6 separate regions of the Mus musculus genome follow, and regions 1, 3, 4, 5 and 6 are each linked to region 2. The links are chromatin contacts, called in public HiChIP or PLAC-seq, Micro-C and promoter capture Hi-C maps. All regions are on one chromosome and are shown on one strand. Each heading gives the region's core, a stretch centred on a gene start, on an enhancer-like site or on the middle of the called end of the contact. The rest is flanking DNA. Distances are from core to core; before and after follow the strand shown. Region 1 holds the start of Asap3 (ArfGAP with SH3 domain, ankyrin repeat and PH domain 3). Region 2 holds the start of Ephb2 (Eph receptor B2). Region 3 holds the start of Cela3b (chymotrypsin-like elastase family, member 3B). Region 4 holds the start of Hspg2 (perlecan (heparan sulfate proteoglycan 2)). Region 5 holds the start of Hnrnpr (heterogeneous nuclear ribonucleoprotein R). Region 6 holds the start of Cdc42 (cell division cycle 42).

Evidence for each region. Promoter capture Hi-C pulls out the DNA fragments that hold promoters and counts their contacts. Hi-C and Micro-C count contacts between places; a contact is called where the count stands out from the background. HiChIP or PLAC-seq counts read pairs in DNA pulled down with a chosen protein or histone mark.
Region 1: a promoter capture Hi-C map of cranial neural crest shows a contact between it and region 2. The contact joins the promoter of Asap3 here to the promoter of Ephb2 in region 2. A contact is called at or near these places in 1 of 39 promoter capture datasets (cranial neural crest) and 1 of 115 datasets of contacts at active chromatin or transcription factors (embryonic stem cells).
Region 3: a contact with region 2 is called in a promoter capture Hi-C map of liver, with 2.4 times the contacts expected there. The contact joins the promoter of Cela3b here to the promoter of Ephb2 in region 2.
Region 4: a contact with region 2 is called in an HNF4G HiChIP or PLAC-seq map of pancreatic cancer cells. The contact joins the promoter of Hspg2 here to the promoter of Ephb2 in region 2. A contact is called at or near these places in 2 of 39 promoter capture datasets (both in liver) and 1 of 115 datasets of contacts at active chromatin or transcription factors (pancreatic cancer cells).
Region 5: a contact with region 2 is called in a Micro-C map of embryonic stem cells, with 4 times the contacts expected there. The contact joins the promoter of Hnrnpr here to the promoter of Ephb2 in region 2. A contact is called at or near these places in 1 of 39 promoter capture datasets (hippocampal neurons) and 1 of 484 Hi-C or Micro-C datasets (embryonic stem cells).
Region 6: a Micro-C map of embryonic stem cells shows a contact between it and region 2, with 4 times the contacts expected there. The contact joins the promoter of Cdc42 here to the promoter of Ephb2 in region 2. A contact is called at or near these places in 1 of 39 promoter capture datasets (hippocampal neurons), 2 of 484 Hi-C or Micro-C datasets (double positive thymocytes and embryonic stem cells) and 2 of 115 datasets of contacts at active chromatin or transcription factors (embryonic stem cells and microglia).

The regions. Positions count from the first base shown.
Region 1 is chr4:136,203,941-136,207,786 of GRCm38.p6, reverse strand. Asap3 (ArfGAP with SH3 domain, ankyrin repeat and PH domain 3) reads right to left here and starts at 1,422. Exons shown (of 25, transcript NM_001008232.2): 1 at 1,140-1,422. The coding sequence starts at 1,268.
Region 2 is chr4:136,833,667-136,837,529 of GRCm38.p6, reverse strand. It overlaps Ephb2 (Eph receptor B2), which reads left to right and starts at 1,518. Exons shown (of 16, transcript NM_010142.4): 1 at 1,518-1,760. The coding sequence starts at 1,700. It overlaps Gm31536 (a long non-coding RNA gene), which reads right to left and starts at 1,595. Exons shown (of 5, transcript XR_881502.3): 1 at 1-1,595.
Region 3 is chr4:137,428,143-137,432,032 of GRCm38.p6, reverse strand. It overlaps Cela3b (chymotrypsin-like elastase family, member 3B), which reads left to right and starts at 1,513. Exons shown (of 8, transcript NM_026419.2): 1 at 1,513-1,573; 2 at 3,479-3,564. The coding sequence starts at 1,534.
Region 4 is chr4:137,465,728-137,470,164 of GRCm38.p6, reverse strand. It overlaps Hspg2 (perlecan (heparan sulfate proteoglycan 2)), which reads right to left and starts at 1,362. Exons shown (of 97, transcript NM_008305.3): 1 at 1,241-1,362. The coding sequence starts at 1,303. Gm13010 (a long non-coding RNA gene) reads left to right here and starts at 3,023. Exons shown (of 3, transcript XR_881513.1): 1 at 3,023-3,464.
Region 5 is chr4:136,309,568-136,313,556 of GRCm38.p6, reverse strand. Hnrnpr (heterogeneous nuclear ribonucleoprotein R) reads right to left here and starts at 2,615. Exons shown (of 11, transcript NM_001277121.1): 1 at 2,468-2,615.
Region 6 is chr4:137,356,156-137,360,592 of GRCm38.p6, reverse strand. Cdc42 (cell division cycle 42) reads left to right here and starts at 2,834. Exons shown (of 6, transcript NM_009861.3): 1 at 2,834-2,947.

The sequences.
Region 1 (3,846 bases), core at 173-2,672, 630 kb after region 2:
GAGCTTACACAGTCAGGTAAGGTCAGTCAAATGCATGGACACTTAGCCAGAGCAGATCTCTCCCCTCTGATCCAACACTGTAATGGACAACCTGGAGGAGAGGATGATGGATAAAATCCCTAAAGATGCTGAAGGGTCCTGAGGCGTGGTGGCTCTGAACCTATGCATCATTTGAAATCCGACAGTCTTTGTATAATTGTCTGCCTTCCTTACCAAAGAGGAAAAAGTCCAGACAGAGAGCCAGCCAGTCAGGGGAGAAGAGGAAGGGAGATTTCCTAAGACCTCAGCTCAGGGTATTTCTGGGTAGCTTTGTATCTGCCACACAGTAGGTACAACTTATAGAGAAGGCCAGACTGACCACTGAAGTCCAAAATGCCACCTCAACCCAGGGCATTCTCTAGAAGAGAGCTGGGTTCATATTATCCCCGTCTGGCCCCAGACTACAGGCTCTCTGCTCCAGTGTATTCCTAGGGGATGAAAACCTGCAGCGAATCCAGAGAAGAGGAATGAACTCCAGTGAGCTTGGGAATGGGGTGGGGCAGCCTACAAGGGCGAAAGAAAGAGCCTGGGACACTTTGCCTGAAAACACAAAGAGGAGAGGGGAGGGGAGAGGAGCCTATAAACTTGGCCCGCAGCAGCCAAGGTGAACCCCGGCTCCTGGCGCCTTCCCATTCACAATCATTCCACAAGGCAAGCCAAGTCTCAGAACCAGCAGCCAGGAGGAGGGGGCCTCCTCTCTCTCTCTTGCAGCCTGGGAGAGGTAAGTTCAGGACTGAGCCTGCTTCTCAGAAAGGGAGTGACCTGAGGGGCTGCATATTTGTGGGGTTCTAAAACGAAAACACAGAACTGTAAGCCGCTGAGCAAATACACATATAATGGGCAAGTCGCCCAAAGTATATGGGAGATGTGCCCCAACATGTGGAGTCTGTATCGAGGTGACCCCGAGATCCCATCTGGTCCTCTCTTCCCAGGCTCCACCTTGGGGACACAGATGTTTGAGATGAGCTCGGTTCCCACAGATCTAAGAGGGGCGGGTTTCTGGAGCGCAGCGAAGAGCCATCCTAGCTCCAAGCATTCCTGCAAAGGTCAAAGCCAGGCCCCAAGTTGACCTGAGGTCCCCTCCCGCCTCGGCCCCTCACCTCCTCCCGTGCCAGCGCCGCCCCGCGGCACCGGGGCATCTTGGCGGCGAAGGCAGCTGCTCCGGCTGGGGAACTGAGGTCCTCTGCGGTGACGGCCAGGAACTCCGCGACACTGAGCTGCTCGGGCATGGTGGGAACGAGGCGAAAACACCGGAGCTGCCTGGAACGCGGGGGACGCTGCACTTAACAGTGCTGGTATAGCTGCTCTGCGCAGGGCCTGTCTCACCACCCGCAGCGTCCTAGTCGAGGCCTCTTCACTCCCTGCTCCGCCCCGCCCCTAACTAACTCCGCCACGCCCCCGCCCGCCAGCCTTTCTCTCTCCGGCCACGCCCCCAGACCACTTGTCTACCTCCCTGGCCACGCCCCGACTCGCTGGTAACTCCCTGACCACGCCCCCATCCCCCTCACTCTCCGGCCACATCCAAGCCGCGCCCCTAACTCCCTGGTCACGCCCCAACCTCGCGTTGGCCCCACTCTGCCCTGCCTCCAAGACCTACAGATGGGGAGAGTTCTCCTGGGGCTCCGCTCTTGACTCCCAGCCCCCGTCCCCGATCCTCTTCCCTCCCTAGCCCCGCCTCCAAAGCCTACCACACACACACACACAGACACAGAGCCTGGCTCCTGGTTCTGGCTGGCTCCTGGTTCACTTGTTCTCTTCTCCTTAACTCTAGGTTCTTCAGAGCAGTCGTCTTCCTCTACCTCACCGGTGCTGAGATTAAAGGCAAGGCCTGTGCCACCGAGGCCATATAAGATCTTCGCCATCAGCCAGCTACGTGCCATTGAATCAATTGCCCCTCTGGTTTTTAAAAGGAATCATGTCATAACTCCGAATAAGTTTAAGTAAGAATGGGAGAGGTTCACTATTATCTCAGGTACACAGAATAGCTCGGGATTTTGTTGTTGTTGTTGTTGTTGTTGTTTTGCAGGTATTTTTGTTGTGGTTTGGTTTTGCCTGGTTTCTTAATTCCAGCCGTGAGCCAGGGGCCCTTCCCATTGCCTTGGACTCTTTCTGCTTCTTCTTGAAAGCCTTATTTTCTTCGTCCATCTCACAGGGCTCTTTCAGAGGCTTCCTCTTGACACCTTCATCGCCCAACCTGGCCCCTGGCGTCTGGTCCCCTTTCCCCAGACCAGATGCTAAGTGACCCTAACAGTTCCTTCAGACTCCAATGCTGAGTCTTCCAAATTTGCTTCTCCCTGTCTGCCTCCCTCGGTTTTTGTTTATTTGATTTGGGGTTTTGTTTTTCAAGGTTTAGCTCAAACATTTCAAACTTTACTACAAGGCTTATCCTGACCACCCTGTTTAAAACTAGTCACCTGCTGCTCCCCCCATCCCTCACTCCACATACCCCATTCATAATCATCTTTATTCTGCTGGGGTTTTATGAATGAATATTGGGCGCTCTTGGAGGCCAGAAAAGAGCATCAGATCCCCTGGAACTAGAGTTACAGATGATGGTGAGCCACCATGTAGGTGTTGGGAATTGAACCAGGGTCATCTGCAAGAACAAACATTCTTTAGCCACTAAGCCATCTATCTGTCCAGCCCCTTTTTAAAATTTTCAGTTTTAGAAATTTGCTGTGTGCATGAATGTGTGTGGGTGTGTGGGTGTGGGTGTGTGTTTGTGTGTGTACTCATGTGTGCACAACATGCAGGACACTGAACTCATGAGGGCAGAGGACAACTTTCAGGAGTTGGCTCTCTCCTTCCCACGTGGGTTCCAAGGATTGGACTCAAGTCATCAGGCTTGAGAGCGGACTCCCTTTCTTGTGTATCTGTTTATTTATCTTGAGACAGGGTTTTATCTAGACTCAAACTTAATGTGTAGCCATGGGTAACCTCACACTCCTGATCTACCTGCTTCCACCTCCTGGATGCTACTGCAGATATGGACCAGTACATCTGGGTTCTGCGATGCTCTCTCCGTGCTAGCCCTGAACTCTGTGCACTACACCTCTGAGAGCTGTCTGGGACTCTGCTTCCTAACTTCCTTCTTTCCTTCCTTCCTCTGTTTTCTTTCTTTCTTTTTGACAAAGGGTCTTACTATGTAGCCCTGGATGGCCTGAAACTCACTATATATACCAGGCTGATCTCCACCTCAGCAGAGCTCTGCCTGCCTCTGCTAGGATAAAGACGCGTGCCACCATATCTAGTTCATGCTGCTTTGTTTGCCTTCTATTTACCCTTCACTCTCTCCTACTACTGTGCAAATTCTGTAAGAAAAGAAGGGTTTTGTTCTGGTGAGGGCTTTGTGGGAGATCGGGTTAGGGTCCAGAGGCACAGACTGTCTGGTTGGATCCTGTCTTTGCTCTCTGTCTTAGGTAAGTAGCTCCATTTCCGTGGGTGCCAGTCTCCCCTTCTCTCACTGGTGGGACGAGGATGGCTTCCCTCCTGAGGTCGTCCAATCAAGTAGATAAGCGAAATGCAGTTTAGCCTTGGCACACCTTCGCCATGGTGATCATCACTCCCACAACTGATACACAGTAGGTATGCAATGAACATACCATGGTGTGGTGGTTTACCTGTGCTCAAAGTCAGCTGACCCAGGAGCAGAAAGGGCAGAACAAGAACCCAGGCTTATCTGAAGTCAGACTCTCTGCTTCTTTTGCTGCCGTGTGAGTTACCTTCTGGGGACAGGTTCTAGGTTCATCTCCAGGATGTAGGTAATCCATAATTTCTAGTGCAAATGAGAACTAATGAGGGGCCATG
Region 2 (3,863 bases), core at 269-2,768:
AGCCCCTTGGTTTGTCTGATGAGGAGAAACAGAGAAAAAAAAAAAAAAGCCAGGGCACCCAATTAACTTCTACCCCAGGCAGGAGTCTGCAGGCAACACGGAGTGGAAGGTGTTGGCAGAGAGGGTGATCTTCCCTGTTGTCTTCTATTCTCCCCGGCTCACTTCTGTTCTGCCTCCTTTGCAACCTTCGAGGCCCACCATTTCCAGGTGGCCTCCCAGGCTGAGGTTCATTTCTGATGGACTCTCAATGCTTCAAAGGGTGCCCCAAATTTCCAAACCTCAGTTGGTGTCTCAGGACAGTCTGTCTGATGGGCCTTGAAGGGAAGACATCTCTGGGACGTTTTGTTAGTTTGTGGGACAAAGGGACTGGAGAGGTCTGCACTGGACTTTTAACAGCTTGTCTCTCTAAAGCATTCTTCCACCCACTGCAATGATCATGGCCAGTGCTGTTGGCTAAGTGTGTTTTCAGGAGCGCGGGTCCCAAAGGCTAGGGGCCCTGCCTGGGTGGTTCCCGCAGGATCCCTCCAGTCCTCCCACCACCGGTCTCAGCAAGCCCGCTAATGATGATGGTGATGAAGGCTGTCAGAGCAGGCTGGGCCCGCAGAAATGGAACAAGGGGTTGTGTCCTCCCCGAAGGGACAGCTATGCACAAAACCGAGCAGCCCAGACAGGTCCATTCCACCGAGGGGTGGAGTAGGGGCTGTCGCTAGGCACCCCCCACCCCCGGGCCTCCTCCACACCCCTGCTCGCAAACTGCACCGGGAACCAGATCAACAGAGGAGAAATACAATGTGCGGCTGGGAAGGTCCGCGGGGAGGGGCCGGTGGGCTCGCGCAAGACAACAAGGCAAGGAGGGAAGGCCCGGGGTCTGCCTGCCAGGGCCCGCCACTCCTGCCAGAGAGAACCCCGGGCCCGCGGGCGAGCGCCAAGGCCCACTCTCCCAGGCAGAGGCCCCAGCCCAACCCTAGAGCCTGGGAAAGCCGCCTGTTTTGTTCCCAGCTCCCCCCTCTTTCCCCCCCTCATTCATTGCAGTTCAGTCCCTTTCGAAGCCGCAGGGACGCGGGTGGCAGGGCTCAGGCAAGGGGGTGGCACTCCCAGTCCTGACAGGTAGGGCCAGTCCCCCGGCTTTGGGCAGCCCCTTCCTCGTTCTCCGCCCCCCCGCCCCGGGTCCCCTCTCTCTGCTCCTGTCAGCCGCGCCAGACGATCTCGGCTTTGCAGCATTCAATAAAAATTGAGAAACATTTGGGCTGAAATCGCTGCTTTATCTGGAGGAGCCACAGCGCCGGGAGAGACCACTGCTGCGCGGGGGGGATTCCGGGGTCCCGGACACCCGGGTGAGTGGGGTCACGATGCTCCAACACGGTTGCTGCCCCATCCGAAGGGACTCAAAAGATTTAGAAGATCATGACTCGGGCGTGGTGCAACCCGTGGGTGCACCGGGCAGAGGCACAGGATTGGCAGTCCAACCCCGGCTCCCCCCACGCCCGCGGCTCAGGTGGGCCGTGCCCAGCGCTGGCGGAGCCCGGGTCCCCGTTCTGCCCGGGCTGGATGGCTCATTCTGCTGGCTGCGCGGCGGCGGCGGCTCGTGTGTGTGTGCGCCGCGCCCCGCCGCTCCCCGCCGGCCCCCCGAGCCCGGGGCGCGCGCTCCAGCCCGGGGGTCCCCGCGGCGCCGCGGCCGGAGGCTCCGGGCAGCGCAGCAATGGCCGTGCGCAGGCTGGGGGCCGCGCTGCTGCTGCTGCCGCTGCTAGCCGCCGTGGAAGGTGAGCGGGGATGGGGGCGGGGAGCGGCCGCCTCGGCCCCGGGTCGCCCCCTCACTCGGCCCCGCGGTCGCAAAGTTTGCCCGGGGGCCGGTGCCGGGCGCAGGTGGCCGCGGGGAGGTGTGGCCGGCGGCCACCGCTGGGAAAGACGCGGGGCCCCGCGGGCGCCCGGGCGAGCGGCGGGCGCTGATTGACTGTGCCAGGAGGAGGCGAAGGGACCATCTTGCCGAGGCTTTGTAGCCAGCCGGGTGAGCGCCGCCCAGGGCTGGGGGGTCTTACCACTGCGCGCCCGCCACCGAGGTCCCCGCATCCCCGCAGAGCCCGGCAATGCCTCGGCACCGAGCTCAGGGGCGCGGGCCCGGCGCGCAGTGGGTGCTGCAAAGTTTGGCAGGGAGCGTTCCGAGGGAGGCACCGCGGCCGCGCCAAGGATTGGGGATCCCTGGCCGCGCCCCCTTGGATGCAGCCTGGGCCACCCGAAGAGCAGGGGCACCCGTGGAGTGGAGCGAAGCGCGCGTGTCCCCCACCCTCGCGTCCGTGCCCGCCCGGTCGCTCGCGGCGTACAATGGGGTCCCCTCCCCAGCAGGACTGAGCGGGGGATGGGGCGATGGGCATCACTCTTGCGCGCCGGGTTCTCCGGGTACCTCCGCGGGCCACCGCCCCGTGGGCGACAGAGCTCAGCGTGGAGTCTGGAGCCCCGAGAACTCTCCAGCTGCCGTCAGAGACCGGACCAGATGCTTTGCCATGTGTTGTTGGCCTTGGCCTGGGTCTCTGGGCCTCTCCCCGAGGCCTCGCGCTGTGGTACCACCCGACCCCCCGGGGGCGGGAGTGGCTGCCAGGTGGTCGCAGCTCGCTGGCTTTGGAGGAAAAGTTGTTAGTGGGGGTCTGGGTGTGTCCACCAGGAATGGCCGGGCTGGAAGGACCAGGCGTGAATCCTAATAATGGTTCTCACGTGTACTGTGCTCTACAGTTTGCCAGTCGCTTCAGTTTATGAAGTACTTTGCTCTCCGTGGTTTACAGCGTGCTGCACGGTTGACAAGGTACTTGAAGCCTTCTTTGCAAAGTGCTTGCCGGCCGACAATCTGTGTTGAATCCTTCAGAAGTCTTCCGGGAAGCCAGATGGGTCGAATTTTTACTGGTTTTTAGCAAATAGGGAAACCGCGGGTTCAGAAAAATCCTGTCTCAGCCCTAGCCATTGGGTGATAAAAATAGGCCCTGAGTCTGAGGTCTTTCAAACAACTGGCTGGGTTTTCTTACCCCTAAAGAAGGTGACCCGTTCTAGGAGTGTGCCACCGAGGGCTTGAGGGGTGAGACACAGAGTGCCCTATTCTTGGGTCACTTTGGGGTGAGGTGTGAAGAAGCCTTGAGGGCTCCAGGCACAGCCACTCCAGGCATGGTGGGGGACCCCGTGCTATAACTTAGTTTCTTTCCCAGTAATGAGCATTTTAGTGACCGCAGTGGGGAGGAGAAGGGGGGGGGTCCTTGGATGGCAGCCATAGTGTTTGGCACCAAGGCAGCTGTCCTCCGGCTCCTGCAGGATTTGGCGGCTGCCTGCGGTTTCCCAGAGTGGGGTGGCCAGGGCACTGAGGGTGCCACGGGCCCTGGGTGTGGAGGGCAGCCGTGGAGCCCGGCTGCTGGCGGGGAGCTCCCTGGGAGCTGGTTGGTGTACCGCGTATTACTCCGGCTTTGGGGAAATGACTCATGTGCTGGCCCGCTATACGTTGGGATGTTTACAGTATTATGGGGAGCTTGGCATAAATATTGCTATTTAGGTTGCAGTCAGTGGGGCTGGAGGGGAAGAAAATTGGCCTCTCTTGTGCGTTTGAGAAGGCCCGAGTGTGTTTTTAATTACCGTGGGGTAGATGGAAGGGCCACGTCTGTCCAGCTCTGGCAAGTGGGTGGTTAGAATCTGGGGGGGCTGTGGCCTGGCTGGGCCCTGGCCCTGGACACAGAGCTGGTTGGCAGCTGATGTCACAAGACGGGATGGTTGCCCGTTTGGGGGCAGGAGTAGGAGAACTCTGGAGAATTTAATTCATCATGATTAGCTCATATTGGACTGAGAGAAGGTATGAGGTGGACCCCAGGGGACTGCTTGTAATTCTCTCGGGA
Region 3 (3,890 bases), core at 264-2,763, 590 kb before region 2:
CTCTTCAGCTTGGTTGACAGTGCGTTGGCAGGATCCTCACCAAGCTCCTTTAGTTAAAGCTTTCGATTGCATTTTTGTTGCTTCTGTGTGTGTGTGTGTGTGTGTGTGTGTGTGTGTGTGTGTGTGTGTGTGTGTGTGATGGGAGTGGGTGCACATGCCCCAGCATGCGTGGAGCTCAGAGGGCAACTCAGAGGAGAGGAGTTGGTCCTCTCCTTGTAACAGGTGGGCCCCAGGGATCCAACTCAGGTCGTGAGGCCCGATGGGCGTCTTTAGGTGCCAGGTCATCTTAGCAAGCCTGCTTCCTCTTTTATATTCCTCTCTTTCCTTCCTTCTCCTCCTCCCTGTTCCCTTCTCCTCCTCCCCTCACCTGGTTGCTTCTTCCTTGTCTCCTCTTCTGTCTCCATATCCCTCTCCTCCTCCTCCCCCTCCTTGACAAGGACAAAACCAAAGGCCTTACTTTGAGGCCCTGTGTTGTGCTTCCAGACCCATTTTATTTTTTTGCTTTGAGACAGGGCCTTGCTGTGCAACCCTAGTTGACCACCAACTCATAACCCTCCTGCCTCAGCCTTGGAGCAGCTGGGAACACAGACGATGCCACCTCACCCAGCTCCTCGTTGACTCCAGACCCCTGCCCCTCTTTTTTCTTGAGCAAGCCACTCCTGAGTTGAGTGTCTACCCTCCACCCGTTCCCATGGCTGGCTTCAGGACTCACTTGCATGCATATCGTCTCCAGAGTCAATATGTCACTCTGCCTCAACCTCCCAAGACAAATGGGAAGGGAGGGGTCCCCTCCTGATCACCCATGTTTTGTTTCCGTATGGCACCCACCCTCACTGGTTAGAGACAGCTTCTTAAAAATTTTGGCACTTGGGAGGCAGAGGCAGGTGGATTTCTGAGTTCGAGGCCAGCCTGGTCTACAGAGTGAGGTCCAGGTCAGTGGGGATATACAGAGAAACCCTGTCTCAAAAAAACCCCAAAAAACAAAAACAAAAAATTGTGGGTTCATCTTGTGCCATCACTAGGCAGACTGTGAGCAGACTGGGATCATGTGCTGTCTGCTCACAGCCCTAGAAAGAGCCCTAATACAGCAGAGAAAGTACTCAGAAACAGTCTCTTATGGAGGTGGACATCAATATTAATCCCATGCAGGAGACTAGAGCTCTGAGACACCATGGTCAAACTAAGCACTCAATAGACAAAGCCAGGATCTGAACCCAGGCCTGATCAGCTCTGCTATTCTAGCCTTCCCTGGGAAAGCCCGGCCTGTCTAATAGAACCCTTTGCCTGTCCCTCTCTTATCAGTTGGCCGTTCTCTACCACTTGTGCAATCACAGGTTGGAGGAAGTCTGAGGTCCCTCCTTCAGCTCCTGCTCTCTAATCTACAGTGGTTGGTGTGTGGCCTTGGGCCTTGAAAAAGCTGGTGTTCTGCCACCTGTTGTGGGAGTGGGGTCTGGGGCCAGCCCTTCCACCTGCCTCCGGCACTATATTAAAGTCCCGGTTCCACATCTCTTTCTAATCACCCTGAAGCTCACCATGCTCCGACTGCTGAGTTCCCTCCTGCTTGTGGCCCTTGGTAAGCCCTCAGCTTGTCCCATGTCTCCTTGCTGCATCAGCCTGGGAGCCCCTGAAATATGACAGACCCTCACTCTTTGCCTCCCTGGGTGACACCCCATACCTACTTCTACAGAAGGTCTCAGCTTCAACTAGGACAGGACTGTAGGGCCTTGAGCTTGGTTCATGGCCAGGAGTGGAGGAGGCAGGCAAGCTTCAGATGACCCAGCTCAGAAAGACTGGGAGCCCACGGGGCAAGACTCCTTGAGGGGACAATGGATGACCTCCTGACTTAAGGTCTGAACTCTGAGGTTTGATGGCTCCAACTCAAACTTTCAGTCTTCTGTGACACAGCCCACAAAGCTTCCCTTGGCCGACCATATTGTACCCGATGGCATTTTCTAAGTGTCTACTATGTCAGGCAGGTGACGGTGGGACAGGTTGTTTTTCTTCTATGACCCCAGGTAAGTCAGCCTAGTTTGGAGTCAGTGGGGAAACTGACTTTTAAAGTAACACAGCCATCCTGAGTCGGTGGCCGAGTTTCACTTCGTACCCAGCTGTGTCACTCAAACAGCCACTTCATAGGTCAGTCACCTTTTTTTTTTTTTAAAGATTTATTTATTTATTATATGTAAGTACACTGTAGTTGTCTTCAGATACACCAGAAGAGGGCATCGGATCTCATTACGGGTGGTTGTGAGCCACCACGTGGTTGCTGGGATTTGAACTTCGGACCTTCGGAAGAGCAGTCGGGTGCTCTTACCCACTGAGCCATCTCACCAGCCCTTTTTTTTTTTTTTTTTTTTTTTTTTTTGGTTTTTCGAGGCAGGGTTTCTCTGTATAGACCTGGCTGTCCTGGAGCTCACTTTGTAGACCAGGCTGGCCTCGAACTCAGAAAACCGCCTGCCTCTGCCTCCCGAGTGCTGGGATTAAAGGCGTGCGCCACCACGCCCGGTATAAATCACCTTTTTAAAAAGAATTTTTTTTTAATAGAAAGTCTCATGTTATAGCTCAGCCTGCCTTTCCTTGAATTCCTAGCAATCCCACTGCCTCCCTCTCTCAAGCACAGGGACTACAGGCCTGAGCTAGCATGTCACTTTTAGCTGCCATTTTTAATTTTTTTTATTACATTTATTTATTTGTTAGGGACTGTATGTGTGTTACAGAGCTCACGTGGAGACCAGAGAACAACTTGCAGGAGTCAGTTCTCTCTGTTGGGATCCCAGGGATAAAACTCAGGTCATTAGCCCGGGTTACCACGCAGCCAGCCCTCTTTTTTTCTTTTGGGGTGGGGTAAAAGATTTCACTCTGTTAGCCCAGGCTTACCTCAAACCAGTGGCTGATCCTTTGAGCTCGAATCCTCAATGCTGGGATCACACCCTAATGCCCAGCATTTTGGTTTCAGAGTTTGGGGGCTCCCTGACTACCAGGCTCAGTCCCAAGTCTTTAGTCTTTGAGATAAAAGAGACCCTGCCCTCCTCTGACTCTGGGAAGCCCTGTTGTAGGTTAAATGCATAAACACTACTTCATACCTGGCTAGTGAAGTCTAGAGAGGGGAAGGGCTCCCCCTCCTCTTCCTCCCCTTCCTTTTCCTCCTCCTCTTCCTCCTCCTCCTCTTCCTCTTTCTCTTCTTCCCCCTCTTCCTCTTCTTTATACTCCTCTTCTTCCTCTTCCTCCTCTCCCTCCTCAATCTCTTCTTCCTCCTCTTCCTCTTCTTTTGCTTCTTTCTTTTTCTTTTTAGACAGGATCTCTTTGTGTAGCATTGGCTGATCTGGAATTCACCATATAGGTCAAGCTGGCCTTGAATATACAGAATTCAGCTTGCCTCTGCCTCCAAATGCACCATGCTCAAACACCAGCTCTCCCACCCCGACCCCTTTCTTCTGAGGACACTCTGGCTGACTGGCTTCTCAATTGTCACCTCTAGCCTCAGGCTGTGGACAGCCTTCCCACAACCCCTCCAGCCGAGTTGTCAATGGCGAGGAAGCTGTTCCCCACAGCTGGCCCTGGCAGGTAAGAGTGACAGCAGCTGCCCCCACCACCACTCCCCACGCCTGCTTCTACTATGGGCACTGAACCCCAGGTCTGGTGACATGGCAGCCTGCCTTGACCCCACCAGTTCCTCTCCACTCCCTTCTTTGACTTCAAAAGGCCGGAAACTCTTGGAGAGAGATATTTCTTGGAGGTTGTAACTGTTCCATCTGCAATCTCGGCTGGGATTTGAAAGTGGAATTTGGGGAAAGGGTGGTGCTTAAGAGATTGGCTTAATAGCAGTGGAACTTCGGGGGCTGTGTTTAGAGGAAAGATTTTGTTTCTAATCTCCCTGGGTTCTACAAAAG
Region 4 (4,437 bases), core at 113-2,612, 630 kb before region 2:
ACAGAAGGTTAGAGGAGAAGGCTGCTCTGTAGAGGGTGGGGAGGAGAGGTGCTACGTGGGTGTGGCAGAAACAGAAAAGGGTCAAGCCTGGTGGGCGGTTAAGGAGTGACTCAAGAGGGCAGAGGTGATAGAGAGCCAGCCAGGCAAGGACAGAGAAGCAGTCACTGGGTAAACACTGGCCTAGTTGGAAAAGTCACCCTCTTGGCTCCAAGAACAGGGAACAGGGATAGAGACTGTCTAGGAGCACCTGGGCTCTGTGGCTCACCACAGCAGGGCCCAGAGGTACCCCACCCTCATCTTCCACCCTCTGCCTGCCGGGTCCATCAACTCCACCCTGTCCTCCGTGAGGTCACTCAGGTCCTCTGGGCCTCTCCTGCCAAGTGCCTTCCAGGTCTTAGGATTCCTGACTCAAGAGTTCCCTTCTCCTCCTTGTGGCCCCTTGTGAGCTCAGGGTAAGGGCAGAACTGAAGGAGCACACACAGCATCCCACTTGGGAGGTGGTGGAAGAATCCTGGGGACTCTCAGCTGCTCTTGGGCTGGCTTGTAGTAAGCGCTGCACCCAGCACTCATTCCATCCAGGCCCATTCTGCCCTGAGGCTTCCCATTCTGAGTTCCCTTTACCCACGTGGGACTACCTCCCAGAGGTTAACTAGCTCTCTGCAGGTCTCACGGAGGCTCAGTGCAACGCAGTGATTGATTTAGCTTATGGCTTAGAAAACTCCAGGGTCCATGGGGTGCTCCACACAAGGCTTAGTTTTGTTCCAAGTTTTAACTTTTGACTGCCTGATCATAATCTCCCCCCAGAGGATAGCATGGTAAAGTTCCAGCGACGACTGACAGGGTACCCATCACCATGAACTGCCCCTTCTGCCAAGTTGGCAGCAGAAAGGAATACCCTTGTCCTGCCAAGTTCCCACCCTGCTAGAAGTTTCTCCGTCAGCCCCCCCACACGCCAGAACTGCAGGCCGGGCCATGCCCAGAGGCGACTTTGAGCCTGAACAACGTGGCCGGCGACCCTCCGATTTCCACGCTTGCGGGGACGGCCCCTGACCTCCACGCTGGATCCCTGGGACGTCCCCTAGGAAAGCCCCACGCTGCAAGGGTGGCGCTGGCCAGTGCCAGCCCAGGGTCCTTCGCGGGCGCGGCCGTCCCGGGCCAGAGTCCCAGCCGAGCAGCCTCCGGTGGCCCCGCCAAGTTGGCGCGCGCCCCCCGCCCTCGGCCCTCGGTCACGCAAACTCACCGCTAGCAGCCGCGCGTGCAGCAGCAGCCCCAGCAGCAACGAGCCCACTGCCCGCTGCCCCATGGCCCGGCCTCGTTCGCTGGCTCGCTCGGCGCCTCCCGCAGCCACCAGCTCGCTGTCCTGCCGAGTCCTTCGGACTGCTCGCCTCTTTCCCACCCCCCACCCCCCCAACCAACTCCCGTCCCCGCCCTCCCGTGCACGCCCCGCCCCCGGGTCTCCGGCTCCGCCCCCGAGGCGCCAAGTTCAGGAGCCCTAGGCCCCACCTCCAAACATTTAGCCACACCCCACAAGACCAGGTTCCGCCCCCGAGGCAACGCGTCCTGACCATATAGACCACGCCCCTAACAAGACCTGGCCCCGCCCCCTCAGCGGCGGCCCCCGCCTCCTAGCCGCGAGCTAGGCTCTCTGGAGGAGCGGCGCGGCCGACTGTGCCTTTGTCTGGGCCCCAATCCCCCTCGATGTGGGATGAGGCCCAACCGGCTCCACGCCAGACGTGGCTTGGAGTGTGGGATAGGACTGAGACGCCACCTGGCAGGGCCTCGAGCCCTCCGCACACGCCGCTCCTTCACACCACGTGCTCCACACGGAGTGCACAGCAGTTTTCGAGAGAGGGGGATCTCACATGCACTCAGCTGCTCACATCCACTCCATGTACCTGTTTACCTTTTTGTTTACCTTTCTACAGACTCAAGCATCCCAACAAGCTATAAAGTGGCTTTTATTTATTGTGTTTGTTTTCTGTACCTCTGTGTGTGTGTGTGTGTGTGTGTGTGTGTGTGTGTGTGTGTGTGCGCGCGCGCGCGCGCGTGCGCCTACATACATGCCCCAGTGCACATGTGGAGCTCAGAGGTGTTTTGGAAAGTAATGGTCTCCTAGCATGTGGGTTCCGGGATCCAACTCAGGTAACAGAGCTTTGTGGCAAATATCTCTTCCCACTGAGTTCTCTCTCTAGTCTGGATCACACACCAATCACACACCCAGTTCCTCACACATTTTGTGCTAGGGCTTATGTGCTTTTTCACACACTCACCAGCCTATATGTTCTACATTTTTCCTCCACACATTCATCCCAGTGCGTGATACTGGACAAGATGGTGCTCCTACCCCTATGCCACAGACGATCTGAATCACTCATAGACCCACTCTGATTCACATACATCAGTCCCAGAGATGTATCACTTTGTATACCCAGGTTCAGACAAGGCTCTTCCAGAGCCTCAGTCTCAGGTGTTCTTGCCAAGTCACTGGCATTGAGGCAACCCTGCTGCATCCCAGGGGCAGACACACAAGCCTGGAGCTGGGGTGTGTCTTTACCACCTACCCAGGGTCCCCTTTTTTTGACTGAAAATTTCCAGGAAGCCCCAGGCTAATGGGTGGAGAGAAAAATAACTGAAGTATGTGTGTGCCTTTGAGGAAAACCCTTTGAGTGATGATAGAGGGAGAAAAAAATACAAACCCAAGTTTCCATTGTTTCCTGTGAGTTGCTAGGTTCCAGAAAACTCCTAGCAGACTTTGCAGCCAGGAGTTAGGTGGGCTGTGGACAGAAGGAAATGCCCAGTTCACTGAATGGCGCCAGCCCTGTCCGGAAAGTATGTTCTCTGTGATAGGAGCCAGACACTTGGGGACCTGAGAAAACACTGACATCCTGACCCTATTCCACAGAGACACCATCTCCAAAAGACTGGGCTCTTCTCTGCCCTGTGGGCATAACTATGAGGGACCAACTCATAGCATGAAGAGCAGAAAGTACATCCAAGTGGGCCTGCCAACACTCTGGCCTCAGCCCAGGCTCCCAGCATAGCACCTAATAAGGCCTGCATCTGCTCCTCGCAGGGGGATGGGACAGACAGAGAAGGCATGCCCAGTTGTGGTCCTCAGTGGTCCCTGTTCTGCTAAAGGGGACAAAGGAGGACACAATCCTGCCTCGTGCTATTCTCAGTGCAACAGAGAAGCCTGCCTCTACCATCTAGCTGTGAAGTCCGAAACAAATCCTTCAGCCTCCACTGTCTGCCTCCGTTCAGGAAGCAAGGGCCATGCTGACCTTTCTCACAGTGTGCATATGAGGACTAAGGGACACTGATGGGAAAAAAAAAAGAGAAACAAAACAAAGAAAAGAAAAGAAAAAGAAAGAAAGAAAGAAAGAAAGAAAGAAAGAAAGAAAGAAAGAAAGAAAGAAAGAAAGAAAGAAAGAAAGAAGCGTCAGGCCAGAGAAACGGCTCAGCAGGTAGGGACACTTATCACCGAGTCTGAGAACTTGAGATCAGAGCTCTATCTCTGGGTCCTACAAAGGTAGAAGAGAACCAACTCCCCAAAGTTGTCCTCTGACCGCCACACATATGCTGCTTAAACAATGATCTTTTACAGGGAGCCTGGGCTTTCCCCCCAGCACCCATACTTGGCAGCTCACAACCTCCTGTAACTCCAGATCTGGGGGATATGACACATCTGAGGGTGCTACACTCCTGTGTACATCCCCCCACATACACACAACTGAAGGTAAAATAAATATTCTTAAAGGAAGTTCAAAAGCTGGAGATGTAGTTCAATGGTAGAGTGCTTGCATAGCATAACATACAGTCCTGGGTTTGATCCCCAGCACCATAGAAATGAGTGGTACTTTCCTAGAATCCCGGAACTTGGGAAGCTGAGACGGGAGGATTGCCATAAATTCAAAACCAGCTTGAACTACCTAAGATCTTGTCTCAAAAGAAGAAAAAAGGGGGAGGGGAGGCACATAGCTAACACTAAATAGGAAGGAAGTGGTCACTCTCTTAATACTTTAACTTCTGATATGTAGCTCAGTCTGGCTTTGAACTCACAACCTCCCTGCTTCCTGGGATTACAGACTCGTGTAACCGTGCTTAGCTCTGTTATTATTTCTTTTTTGTTGTTTTTTTGTTTTGTTGTTGTTGTTTTGTTTTTGTTTTTTGTTTTTTGTTGTTTTTTCGAGACAGGGTTTCTCTGTGTAGTTCCAGGCTGTCCTGGAACTCACTCTGTAGACCAGGCTGGCCTCGAACTCAAATCTGTCTGCCTCTGCCTCCCAAGTGTTGGGATTACAGGCGTGTGCCACCACGCCCGACTTCTGTTATTATTTCTGTGGGCACTCAACCTAATAAGGAAAAAAAAAAACAAAAACAAAAACAAAAAAACAAAACAAAACCAAGGCTTCCCTCTGAAAGCTTCAGTCTGGTGGTGGA
Region 5 (3,989 bases), core at 1,366-3,865, 530 kb after region 2:
ATTTTGTTCTAAGATGAATTTGCTATTCCCATTCACAGATTTAAAAGAAAAAATGACCAACTTTAAAAGCTAAGCCATTGTTTACAGTCTAAATAAAAATAATTGAGCTCTAGTTGAGGTTGCTTCTTGTTTTTAAAAACAAAACAAAACAAAAAACCCAGGAGTATGAGTGGAATTTTTCTTGTCAGTGAAAGAAAGTTGCAAAAAATACTGAATAAACAACTTGCAAAAAAAACTTCACAAACACTATCTAACTGGCCTAAACTTTGTCAGGTTTCTCAGATTAACCTACCAAAATCATTTTGTATGTTCAGCCTGTATATAATGCTGAAATGGACCAATTCCCTGAAGAGAGAGTAAATCACAAAAGCATACAAGGCCAGTCTACACTACCTCAAAGTCAGGGCATTAAGTGTGTGCGTGACATTCCATGTGATGAAGAGAATGGGTGGCTCAAGAGATGTCACAGCACAGAGGTAAAGGCAAGATGAAGCTGGGTCTCACGAAAAAGCCTACTGTCCCTGAAGACACAAGATAGAAACCACAAGTCACCCTCAAGCACTATAGCTTAAGATAGCCAATCCATTCCTGATCAGTCATCAAACACTGTGCAAATGCTGTTTCCTGACACAAAACAACTCTTCATTTGAACATCCACTGATGTCTAGTTGAAGTTAATGAGAGGAGAAAGAGGAAGGCAATAGTAGAAGCAGAGTGTGAAGGGTGTTACTCTGAGAATGACCTGACAGCTGCATGACTTCTCATCACAAAGCTCTCACTAGTCCTCTAATGTCTACAGAGACGCGACTGTACTTAACGATGTATCTCAAGGCAAGCCTCAAATTCTGATGAACTAGCAAAAAATAGAAACATCCAAAACTGGCACAAGAAACCACTATACTAGCACGTAAAATGTAAGATGAACCTTTTTACTGATTAAAACAACCTAGTTCTATAAAGAAGCATTCTAAAATCCAAAATCTTTCTGTGGACATACATTTGTGCTTTCCCATTCCTCCCCCACAAACACTATACGAAGATCACAACTCAAAAGTTCTGTAACAAGACCTTCATAGCACTGCACCTATGAATACTATGTTACAGGAGAGGAAATTAACTGAGAAGTTCGATGAACATCTGTTAAGGTGGAGTGTTTTTGAAAAGTATGCGTGAAGCAAAATGACAAGTTATGTATTAAGCACAAGACATTTATGACTACCATTGATATCAAAACTTTTAAAATGTTCAGATTTTGTCAACTTTAACCTAAAAAAAAAAAAAAGGTAAAATAGACTCTAGGAAATAAATCCTTCGGATCAAGAGGGGGGATTCAACAACAATGCCACACAGCCAAACCATATTTCTGGATGCAGCAAATATTCTAACGTGACTGGAACCCTTTGACACAAACATTTTTGCAAAAAAAAGAAAATTACAAAATAAAGTCATTTAAATAAGATTTATAAGGACCGCTGGGAGACTCGGGAAGTCAGTACTAGCTTCTCCCTGACTTGTGGCGAACATCTCTAAGCAAAATGTTGAGAGACGGGCTTTTAAAAGAACCAAGGAAAGCTAACGGTTATCTCACAGCTCGGGAGTATCAAGCCTTTAATCACTACGACTGACTCCTGACACATTCTGCTTTTAAAGGGCAAGGGGGGGAAAAATCCCAAACAGGTAACGAGAAAGGACTGAACCTTTCAAGAACCCCTGGGCTTTCGTCTTAAAATTCTGGCCACATGGCTACTACCGTGTAAGAAAAAGAAGCGCTTTTCCAAACTGGAGCGCCTATGACATTCTCAGAATTACCTAGCTCAGGCGCCGCTCGAAACCAAGTGTCACGGCCTCTTAGTAGTCATTTTTTCCTTCAAATCCCGGCTCGAAGCATGCAGGTTGGGGATCGGGCGGGAGGCACCCCCCATACCTCGGCCCCTCGGCTCCGACTCCCGTAAAAGTTTGCTCCCGGCTCAGGTAACCCTGGGACTTGCACCCCGCCCTCGGCTCACCCCACCCCCTCGGGCGCGACCCGGTTATCAACACATCCCACAGGCCGCCGGGCGAGAGGCGGGCCAGGCCTGACCGCAGGCCTCGGGGGCAAGCACCGGGGTCAGGGGGAAACGCCTGAAACCCTTCGCCCGGACCGGGGCCGCGGACAGCGGCGGGCGGAGGCGGGAAAAAGCACCGCGAGACCGGCAGGCCGCACGGAGGACAGCGGACCGAGGGACCGGGGCACCGGAGGGGCTGAGAAGGATGAGCGACAGAGAGAGGAGGCGCCGCGGCGGGACTCAGGCCCGCGGCTGCGCGGCGGGCCGGAGCAGAAGCCGCCCCCGGCCCATCCCCACCCCCACCCTGGGGCCTCGGAGCAAAGACCCAAACTGCAGGCCAGGGCGCCGAGCCTGGACCCGGCCGAGTCCGGTCAGACCGGGACTCCCGGCCCCTCCCCCCCACGGGCCAGCGCGAGACTCACCAGGGCAGAGCTGGGGGCTGGCGGCCTGGCCCGTGAGAAGCAGCGCGAGGCGCTTTGAAAACGACAAGAAATGGCGCGCGCGCCACCCCCTCCCCCCCTCGCATGGACCGAGACGCGATCCCGGCAGCACGCGGGGTTTCCCGGAACTGCTTCCAGGGACTCCGTGCGGCCGACCAATCGGCCCACGAGACCGTATGACGGGCAGCTTGACGGGCCAATAAGAGAGAGGGGAAAGCGGCCCTCACGTCGGGGACTCCGAGGACCAATCGGTGTGGCCGTCGGGCTGAGCCAATGAGGGGTCTCAGCGCCACTGGCTGCGGCGCCTCCGGGGCGGGGGCATGCACACAAAGGGGTCTGTTGGTGGGAGCCCCTGGTAGTGGCGAGGCTGCGGGGCAGCGGGCCTTGCGTGGCCGAAGCTCCTCCCTCTTCTTCTACCACCGTTAAGAGGTTGAAAAATCTAGGCCTCCCGCCGCGTGGCCACCTCCGGAGCCCCGCCCCCTCGGGTCCCGGCGGCCACGCTCCGCAATGGCGCTGCTACCCCGCGCCGGAGTCCCTTATCTCCAATCCTCCCTCCCGCCGTTCTGAGCGTTAGGTCCCGAGCACACCCCATTCGCCACACGCTGGGCTCCATCAATAGATCATCTTGGCTCTAGTCAAAACACAACTTCAGGGTGACTTGACTCGTGTCGCTGGAGATTTCTCTGTAGAAAAGCATCCCTTAGAATGACTGGAGAAACTGCCTGTTTCCCTCCTTGGCTCTTCTCCTCACAGAATAACGTGGATCTGACTCAAGAGTGACGCTAACAGAAAGCAGGGACCCTTCGGAGTTTGGAGACTAGAGTAGGTAGGGTCACTGGATCAACGACTGAAAGCCAGGCAAGCGGGCAAAGGGTTCATTTCCAAGAAACTAATACCTGTTATTCATAAACCTCTCACCTGTCACTCCTGTCCCAACACTACCTCAGTGAAGAAGGTCAAGGGATCTGCTTCCAAACATATCTGGAGATCATGTTTCTCAAATCCTATAAACCAAAGTTTATTGTTAGTCTACCCATGCGTTTTTGAACGGACATGTGCAAAAGTGCACTTGATACGAACTTGATGGCCAATGTAGTAGTGCTGGGAGGTGGGGCCGGTAGTGGGAGGTGTTTCGGGCACTAGGACTCCACCCTCAAAGCATTAAAGCCGACTGATAGGCCTCCAGGCTGTGAGTTTGATGCCTGACTCTAGATCTTCTCTGCATCTTTTGCGCTTCCAGCGTAGGGAGACGGCCCTTATCCCCGCGTGCTCTCAATGTTGGACTTCCCTGCTTCCAGAACTGTAAATTGTAAAGCCTGTCCTAGGGGCTGGAGAGACGGCTCAAATGCAAGTTTAAAATCCTGACTGTGGCCCGGCAGTGGTGGCGCATGCCTTTAATCCCAGCACTCGGGAGGCAGTCAGGCGGATTTCTGAGTTCCAGGCCAGCCTGGTCTACAGAGTGAGTTCCAGGACAGCCAGGGCTATACAGAGAAACCCTGTCTCG
Region 6 (4,437 bases), core at 1,585-4,084, 520 kb before region 2:
CAGGTTCATCTCTAGTGCCGCGTTAAAGCTGGGATCGAGGGTGCTGAAGAGGTGGCTCAGTGGTTAAGAGCACTGACTTGCAGAGGACCAGGGTTCAATTCCCAGCACCTACATAGCAGCTCACAACTGTCTGTAACCCCAAGATCCGACACACTCACACAGACATACATGCAGGCAAAACACAATGCACATAAAATAAAATAAATAATTAAAAAAAAGTCGGAGTTGAGGCTGCTTCAAGAGAAATGGCAATGAGAGACTATGAGAGACAAGAAGTAGATGCTTGAACCAGAACTACAGGTGAGGTAGAATTGGGCACCCTATGATAACCAGTTTTATGTCAACTTGACACAAACTAGAGTCATCAGAGAGGAGGGAGCCTCAATAGAAAAGAATGCCTTCATAAGACCAATCTGCAGGCAAGTCTATAGGGCATTCTCTCAATTAGTAACTGTCAGGGGAGCCCATTGAGAGTGAGCCATCTCTGGGCTGGTGGTCCTAGGTTCTATAGGAAAGCAGGATGAGCAAGCTAGGGGAGCAAGGCAGTGAGCAGCATCCCTCCATGGCCTCTGCATCAGCTCCTGCCTCCAGATTCTTGCCATTTGAGTTCCTGTTCTGCCCTCCTTCAATGATGGGCTACAACGTGGAAGCATACACCAAATAAACCCTTTCCTCTCCAAGTTGCTTTTGGTCATGGGGTTTCATCATAGTGATAGAAATCCTACCTAAGACACCTGCAGCCTGCCATCCTGTTCATTTAACGGAGCTGGAGCTAGGAGGACTGGGGTGTGGGAAGGAGGCAGGAGAGACTGGCGTCTGGGTTGGCAGCAAGGGATGGGGTAGATTAGGGTCAAGGAGTAACCCCACTCCAACTTGGGGTGGTGGAAAGGTCAAGGTCAAGGGTCACTTTCTGACAAAAAAAAAATCAGCCCAAGAGACAAAGTTAGTCCTTGTCCTCAGAATAGACGAGGAAAGGCCAAACACTTGGGTGACATCCCATCAAGATACAGCAGCTGGTGGAAAGGCCAGACATTGTCTGGGACATTCATGGGACTTCGAGGCAGGATAAAAGAAAGGACACAGCCAACCTGCCTTGGGAACAGAGAAAACTGTACTTTCTCTCAAGCCAAAGAAATTGATGAGGTTTTTTTGTTTGTTTGTTTGTTTTGTTTTGTAATCACAAGTTGCCATTTATGGTCATCGGAGTGGAGGGTGTGGCTGAGTGGCAGAGCACTTGCCAAGTATCTGGTGAGCCCTGGGTCCTCCCTGGCATCGGAGAAAGGCTAGACAACTTCGATCCCTATAGGGTGAGATTGCCCACATAGGGAAATGCCCACAGGGTAGAATGCAGCCTTGCTATAAGCGGGGCTTCGTTCGACACAGAACGATGTTTACAGTACAGCTTTGAAAGAAGTAGATTGCAGGCTGGGAGGTGGCTTAGAGGGCAAAGTGATTGCTGCGCAGGTGTGAGGACTTGAGTTCGAATCCCTAGGGCCCACATAAAGCTGGATGCAGGAGCACACATCTGAGGTCTCAGAGTTCTGCCTCCTTAAGACACACCCTCCTGTTTTTTGAGAATGGATGTTTTGTATCCTAGGACACTCTGAATCTTCTATGCAACCAAGGGTCACCATAGATTTTTCTGCTTCCACCTCCCAAGTGCTGGGATTACAGCCATCCATCTCAGAGCTTGGATTATGAATGTGGTAGAGGCACTAACGTGGGGCTTCGTGCATTCTTGGCAAGCTCTCTACCGACTGGGCTACATCTCCAGCCCGCAAGAGAACATTACTGAGATAAGGTTCCTCTAATGTTGGGGAGCATCTGACAGAAGGCTAGGCTCTCTATTCTCCAGCAGCTAGTACACGGCCAGAGAAGGCAGCTATTCAACAGGCGCCGAGATGACAGGGAAGAGAAGGATTTGATAGGTCAGATCCAACCAAAGGGGCCAGGGGAGAGCACTCAGGGACAGTAAATGTAGGACTTTTTTGAGGGGGAAAGTCTTTAGTTCTAAACAAAACCGAGGGTGATACTCAACTCCCACTCCAAAAACAGACAGATAAAGCTGTGCACAGCAAGTCACTTCCTCTCTCAGAGAAGCAAAGAGGCAGGCTATGGAGGGGCACGCCTATAAGCTCAGCACTTCGGAGGTAGAGGCTTAGCAGTTTAAGATCAACCTCTGGTACCTAGTTAAGCATTCAAATCCAGGCTGCGCTAAACGAGATCACGTCTCAAGTTATTAAAAACAAAACAAAACAAAACAAACCCGGTAGCCTGGGTATGGTGATGCACACCTTTAATCCCAGCACCCAGGAAGCAGAGGCAAGGGATTCTCTGAGTTCCAGGCTAGCCTGGGCTCCACAGCAAGTTTCAATACAGCTAGGGCTACCCATGGAAAGAAACTCTTGTCAAAAAACAAAAAACAACAACAAAAAAGAGAGAGACAGCTCAGGCATGGTAGTACATTTCTTGAAATATCAGAACTCTGGAAGCAGAGGCAGTAGTATTGCTGTGTTCTGGGACAGCCTGGTCTACATAGCCATTCTGGGATAGCAAGGGCTACATAATGACACCCTGTCTCAATAAAATAAACAAAAATATAAAAGTAAAACATATTTACAACACTTTTCTTCACGAAGTTGCAAGACTCAAAATAAACTTTAGTTACAACACCGTGCACATCATTGTTCATAGTTTTATTACGGATAAAAAATACCGTTAAAAGGCGCAGAGAGCCAACCAGAGCATGCAAGGAACGCAGCCCGCGCGCGTGCGCGCCAAGGGGCGGAGCCCGAGCCGCCCTCAGCCCCTTCTCTCTCTTTGTCCCTCCCACTTCCGCGGGCACCCAACCATGCGTCCCCTGCGTGCTGACGTCAGGCGCGTGCCCCTGTCCGGCAGCCGAGGAGGCCCCGCGCAGTGCTGCCAACGCCCCGGCGGAGAAGCTGAGGTGAGTGCGGGGCCCGAGAAGCCTCCCTGCGGGAGCGTCTTCTGCGCCGCCCGGTCCCCTTCGCGTGTCCCCCCCCCCCCCGTCCTCTCTCGGTTCTCGAGGATGCTCGCGGGCAGGGGCATCCCGGTGCTTGCGGGCGGTGGGCCGCGAGGGAGGGCTTGCCGGGGTCGCGTGCGCCCGCCGGCCCGGGTTCTGAGGGAAGCGAGGCGGGGTCGCGGCGAGGCTTAGGGCTGGAATGGCGGCGCGGCGCGGCCGGGGATGGCGGCGGCCGAGGGCACAGCCCGGCCGAGCTGTCAGCGGCGGCGGCGGCGGCGGCGGCGGCGAGAGGACCGGGCACACCCATCCCACCCGCTCCCCTCCCCCTCCGGCCGCCCGCGGGCTCCGAGGCCCCGGGGCGCGGGGTGGGAGACGCCCGGTCCGGACCGGGGTCGGAGGCCGGGGGCTGTCTCTCCGTTGTGGGCCTCGACTTCCTGCTTCCCCGGCCCCGCCACGGACGCGTTGCGGCTGGCGGGGGAGGGGAGCGGAACTGCGGCCGCAGGGCCGGGCCGGGCCGGGGCCGAGGTGACGGACCGGGCGGCTCTGCGCCTGCGCCCCTCGGCGGTCTCCAGCCCCGCGCCGTGTCCTCTCCTGCCCCGCGGCTCCCGGGGCTCTCCTGCCGGGGCCGGCCTCTTTGCCATCCGGGACCTGCCTAAGCACCTCCCGAAACCCCGCCTGGCCACTTACTCAGTTCCTCGTTCCTAGCAGGAAATTTTCTTTGTCGGTTATTATTACTATTTTGTAAATTCCTCTTTCCACCCCTTTAACTCTGGGAGAAATTCAGTGTGGAAGATTACGTCATCGCAGCATAAGGGGTGAGAGTTTTAACTCCTACAAGTCAGGGCTATTCAAATTAAGACAGCATCTTGCGGCCTTTGTGGGTCAACCCAGCACATTGGTTCAGAGTAAGGTGGCAATTTTTTTTTGTTGTTGTTGAAATCCTGTTGCCTGTCTTCAGGCTGCCTGAGATGCACCTAAAATACCGAAGGTTCAAAATCTTAGGTTTAAGTTATTTTGGTCAGGGAATATACACTGTCTGCAGCCACTTGTGTAGGTATGATCTTTAAAGGACCCCTTGGCTATATACTCGGGTGAATTGCAGGAGCAATTCTTTGCCACACTAATTGTGACTTACTTGATGTAAAGAACCCAACTTCAGTGCATGGTTTGAAGAATGAGGTGAAAAGAGAATTTCGTCATACCCCTGATTTGTCTTTGTTAGGATTGCAACTTCAAAGTTGCATGCTTTAGTTTTTCCATTAAAAGGGCTTTTGGATTTTTTTTTTTTTTTTATCTTGAGACAGGGTCTCCATATGTAGCCCCGGTTAACCTTAAACATAGAGGGACCTCCTAGTCTCTGCCTCTCAAGAGCTGGGCTTACAGGAATGAGCTACTTGAATTACCAACCTTGATTTTAATTTCTAACCCTAAAAACTTGAGTAATATTTTTAGAT